Linked DNA regions of Danio rerio: region 1 is linked to region 2. A link is a contact called in public Hi-C data. All regions are on one chromosome and are shown on one strand. The core of a region is the stretch at or near the end of the contact, and the rest is flanking DNA. Distances in the headings are between cores, read along the strand shown. Region 1 has its middle 170 kb from the start of ppm1db. Region 2 holds the start of tbx2a (T-box transcription factor 2a).

Region 1 (2,936 bases), core at 399-2,898, 230 kb after region 2:
TGGTCTGCTTTAGAGATCATGTTACTATAACTACGACAACAGTATATGTCAGTATCGTAATTGGATTCCGCTGACTATAAGCTAAGTCATTTCACTCAATGGCCATCTTTAAAATGCCTCTCAGGCAGTATGCTTGGGTATTCTGTCTGAATGAGGAAACATCAAACACTTTAAAGCTGTTCGTCAAACTTACGATTACAATACATATTTGGAATCACCAATAAACTTAAACAACAACCATCCCATCTCATAAGTTTTGCTAAGTTTTTTTTTTTTTTTTTTTTTTTTCAGGTTGCCCAGGCTAATGTGCATGCACATTCAAAATAAACAAGATCACGACATCAACCTTATTTATGACTGTTCTACATGCATATTTCATCCTTTGGATAATGATCGTCAGATCGCGCTGCTCTTCTGAAGTAATCCACAACTTGGTATTGATGGCGAGTCTCCTCCAGAAATGACAATGACTTGTTTAAAAGTTGGTGGGTGTTTCAGTAGTAATGGTCTTGTGTTGTGCATTTGACAGGATGGACTGTACCATGCGTGTGTATCATGTTGATTACAAAACAAAATAACTTTTGTTTTCAAGAACACTTGGTTCAATTAAAAATAGACATTTCAATCTTTATGTTGATATATTTCTTATGTCTTTGAAGCAAATATTTGCTACATGTCTGGTCTGAATTTCTCCCCTGGAGAATCATCAGTCTATAGCAATTGATGATTTGCTCCTACAGTATTTTAGTAGTCAGGCCTTCATTCACCATATTGACTTTTACACTGTTCCCCATTTAAAACTATATGAGTGAAATGTCATGTGTATACTATAATCTTTGCTTATAACTTGTCAGCTTCTACCAACTTCTAAATTGGTAGATAAATAATACTTTATTTATTTATTTATTTATTTATTTATTTATTTATTTATTTATTTATTTATTTATTTATTTATTTATTTATTAAGAACATGTAGTTCCTTATAGTCAACAGAATGTATAAATAAACCAAAAATATGACATAACTCTTATGCAAAAATTGTTTTTGATCATTGTTTCGCTTGTCAAAAGCTGTAGAAATCAAAACAACTGCAAGTCATTCTGTAGCTTTTTTTAAAGCCCCCTATATCCACCAATGATTTTAAATTATTCATTGACAGTGAGAAATGTTAGTTTGGGCTCTGGCGCGTACACGTCCTTCGCTTATTTAGCAGATTTTTTCCAGCTGATTTTAATGTCTAAGCAGATTCACATAGAGTGTTTGGCTGCTAGAATGTCCCATGGGAGACGGTCCAGTTAAAGCGTTGTTTTGTGTCCAATTAAGATATGGGTGGAGCGGACATGGGCTACAAGGCATGTAAGACGTGCAATATCTGCATTCAGTGCCAAAACGTAAACACACTAAGACAGTTCGACCTCACAAATCTCCTCTCGGCTGAATCGAGAGTAACACAGCCCTACAAATCTCCCTCTGTGTCTTCAGTGCGAAGAGTTTGATAGACTGAATCTAATGTGGACATATGGAGGACGTGACTGTCCGATAGTTGCGGAAAATGAAACCATATTTTCACTTGAGGAAAAGCCAGACTTAACTGACAGAGTCATTTTCGACGCCATCCTTCTCCCTCCCTGTCTACAGAGCTACAAAACAGAAACATAACTACACGTTACATAGCTGAAGCATGTAAAATAGCTGGCCTCTACCTTGACGTGTACTGTACATGCTTTATCAGAAACACATGCGAGCCTGACATTTTATTTTGTCTTGGCAATTTGACACAAGCGCAGCTCATTCAAAATGCCACTGCCTTGTGTAAATACCGGAGATCACAGAGCTGAGGGCGGATAAATCATTAAAGCGTTTCCCCTTGTTCATTAAAGTTTTCTTCAGCTTCTTTATTTCCTTCTTTATTTTTTCTCACTATTTTGTTAATTTGGGGTGTTTTCAGGCCTAAATTGACCCTTTATTTCTTCTTTTTCTAATTTGCGAATAAAGTCCCTGCTCCAGTGTGTTTTATACTGTAGTCAGTGTATCTATTCATTATACTCATTCATTCATTCATTCATTCATTCATTCATTCAATCATTTTCTTGTCGGCTTAGTTCTTTTATTAATCCAGGGTCGCCACAGCGGAATGAACCGCCAACTTATCCAGCAAATTTTTACACAGCAGATGCCCTTCCAGCCGCAACCCATCTCTGGGAATCATCCACACATATTACACACAGACTCATAACCTACGGACATTTTAGCCTACCCAATTCACCTGTACCGCATGTCTTTGGACTGTGGGGGAAACCGGAGCACCCGGAGGAAACCCACGTGAACTCAGGGAGAACATGCAAACTCCACACAGAAACGCCAACTGAGCCGAGGCTCGAACCAACAACCCAGCGACTTTCTTGTGAGGCGACAGCACTACCTACTGCACTGAATAGCACTTTTACAATAATTATTGTTTCAAATCAGCTTTACAAAAGGTGTACATTATTGCATTACAACCAAATTCAGTAAAAGTTACAATAAAATATAAGTTCATAAGAATTCCCCTTAATATTATAGCATATACGTGATGTCTATGTGTGCATGTTTTATGAAGTCTATTAAGTGTGCAGTATGTGTTGTGCTCGAAATCCTCAATGGTTGGCATCATCTCTTCTCAGGTCTTGAATCTCATCACTGCCGCTGCACAGTTTCAAGAGGCCTTGGAATGAGCATCCCCAGGTTAAAATAGAGAAATTTAAAAAATTTTGCATAGCTGCTGTTCATAATGTTCATAACAAGAGATATTAAATGTTAATGTGAAAATAAAGCACTATAAATGAAAATAGCAGTTATATAAACAAAACAAACAGGTAACACTTTAGAGTAACTATTCATTATAGCTAGTTAATAGATCTGTTAGTTAATGGGTTATAAATGACTTGTTAAATAAT
Region 2 (2,721 bases), core at 152-2,651:
GAAGACATTAAATAAATTTCTGATTGGATATAAATGCAAATAACTAATTTAACTATACCTTTCCCGTTATAACCATAAATAAATAAATAGCCAATGTTTTGCTTGTTTGGCAAAGGGCAAAACATGGCTATTTATTGTTTATATAAACATTTACCGACTATATTTACAAAGTTAAAAGAATTTTTTACATCTTTATAATTCATGTAGACTTGTTATTTAGACATGCTTGTCGATAAAATATCGAAATAAATTTATAAATTAATAAAATGTAGCCTACCAGCTAATAGTTGTTGTTTATTTTCACTTAAACACGTTCCCATCGTTTACAGAAAGATTTTGGTTACATTGGTTCAGAAACATTAGTCTATTTATATATTAGTGTTTTTATTTAATAGCCTAATAGATCGCATATAAATTTTATTTGAATACTGTCATGAATATATGCTATGTGGAACAATTCTTAGTCTACTCTCTTAAGAGGCTTCGATGCTATGTCAGCATCCAGTACATCTGAATTTTAACCGAGCAATATTTTATAATGTAAAGTATATTTTACGATAAAATAGACCCAACTCTTCGCAGAGTAATATAATAACATCACCCTATGCAGCATTCAATAGGTTAAATAATGTAAAGACCTTACCTTCCTGATTTAGTGATGACCATTTCTGTTCCAATTTTGTGGAATTGATCCCAAAGCTCCTTAGCTTCTAATGTAACTTTAGGATCGTCCTCAACATCCTCCTCTGGCTCGAGACCCTTGAAAGAGCGCAGATGAGCCGCCTGGTGGTGATGTCCAAGCGCCGCGTGTAAACCAGCTTCAGCCGCACCGGAGAGCGCATGATCCGCCAGCGGTTTACTGAGACCCGGTGGTAAAGTGAGCGCTGGAAAGAACGAAGGTTGAGCCGCCGCAAGGAAAGCTGACATGGGAAAGTCGGCCGGCCTGTGCGCGTGAAAAGGGTGATAAGCCATAGCGTTCGCTGTGAAAACTGGATCTCTCATCGGTGCATCCAAAAAGCCAGATGAATGTATAATATTCTAAAAAAAGAATTGCGCCTGTAAAAACAACTCGTAAGTCCGACTGACTGTCGCTCTCTTGCCACTGAAAGCCAGTGTTGATTTCACAGTAGTTGAAGAGGACTGGTAGGAAATGTCACTACCATTTGAGTATGTCCAGTTGCAGCACAGTGATAATATCCTTCAAAAGAGCAATATTGACACTTCGGTTCAGATTTACAGTTTTCCTGCTGCAATAGTCTCAAGATTTAAAGCAGCCCCAAAATCAAGGATGCGTAAGTCACGAGCACTGTTGAAGAATTGGAGGTTCTTCCCTGACCACTGTGTAACTGTGTCTGTCTTACATGCCCCTTCTCACTGGATCTCCGCACTAATGAACCAGACCGTCTTGATTGCCGATTTTACGCATTCTGGACCAATTGTAGAGCTTCATAGGCGTGGTTTTGACAGCTCCAGCCAAGATCGTGGAAGGGGGGTTGACTGGAAGGTGTCGGAAGCATTTGCAGTAAGAAAACATGTCAACAGAATAAAATATTAACCAATGACAGAGTAAGGATCTGGAAACCCCACCCCCGCATAACCTAACTGAAGAACGGTCATCTGGCTGTAGGCAGCCGTGTAAGAGAGTGCTTCTCCCGGCTTGTGTTTCACCAGTATAAGAACCGTGTGCTTTCTGTAAGCTCCAATGCTAAACTTTTAGAAAATGCATTTAAAGTTGTATGTGACTAACATACAAAAAATATTTAATGTCGATTTAGTGTCGCTGTTTTAAACATTTTGGAAATATATAGCAGCAACCCACATTTCACGGATAACAAAATAATTCTAGACAACAAATGCAGTTATTTGTGTTTACGAAGACCTTAAACCGACCGAATGTAATATTTTACAGTACTATATTCGCCTATTTTTTACCCTAGCGATCTTCCGTACATTGGTTTCAGGATGTGGGATACTCGTAAAAGCAGGGCGCATTTAAAAGCGAAAATAAAGAATTTAGAGGGAATAACGAGCTGTCACATAGCCTTTTTTCCAATATACGCCTGCAACAAACTATCGATGAATCGATCCTTGATAGAGACATTGTGTATTTTATTGTAGCAAATAATTGTATATTCATCTTTTTTCATTTTACAGAGCTATTCACTGTTTGTAAAATCGGCCGACAGGGTACAGCAGAGTAACAATCTCAGCTTTAAAGCTCCACAAACAGTCGTGTACCTTTAAGAGGCTCGTCAACAGATTCTTGATTAAGTGGGACTCCGTTTGTTAAAGAGCGCTTGGCGCCAGTCTGCTGGAGTCCCACAATAAGAACCTACCCCTGTCAATTCATATTTACCCCCAAATTCTCAAACAGCGTTCACCGATCCACTCAATGTTCTCCATTGCTTAGTCTACATGTTGAAAAAAATCCAACGAAAGTTTTTTTTTCTTCTTCTGCCAATCTATTTCCGCTTTCAACAATTAATCACCCTAGTGAAAGCCAACATATGGAAGATTTGTCTGGTGTTTTGAATAGATGTCTGATCAGTTAGGCTACTTTGATAAAAAAGGACGCAAAACAGTTAGGATTGGTATTAATTCCACACGTTTTTCTCAGATTTGGAATCTTGCACAATGTCAACAGGAAATACACGTTGTTTCTTTCAGTGAACTCATTTCATTCTCTGAAATGCTTACGGTGGACTTCAGAAATGACTTACT

What was found. A called contact is a pair of places that touch in the nucleus more often than the background predicts.
Region 1: a contact with region 2 is called in a Hi-C map of an unstated tissue, with 1.9 times the contacts expected there. The contact joins the enhancer-like site here to the promoter of tbx2a in region 2. A contact is called at or near these places in 1 of 18 Hi-C or Micro-C datasets (an unstated tissue) and 1 of 4 datasets of contacts at active chromatin or transcription factors (embryo).

What each region holds. Positions count from the first base shown.
Region 1 is chr5:62,076,258-62,079,193 of GRCz12tu, forward strand. No RefSeq gene overlaps it. Among named protein-coding and RNA genes, the nearest start is that of ppm1db, 170 kb to the right of the region's middle. Within about 2 kb of position 1,649, at least 3 of the 62 cell types and tissues checked have an H3K27ac peak or open chromatin away from gene starts, as enhancers often do.
Region 2 is chr5:61,844,437-61,847,157 of GRCz12tu, forward strand. It overlaps tbx2a (T-box transcription factor 2a), which reads right to left and starts at 1,402. Exons shown (of 7, transcript NM_001102384.1): 1 at 644-1,402. The coding sequence starts at 1,002. It overlaps LOC141385627 (a long non-coding RNA gene), which reads left to right. Exons shown (of 3, transcript XR_012406395.1): 3 at 2,668-2,721.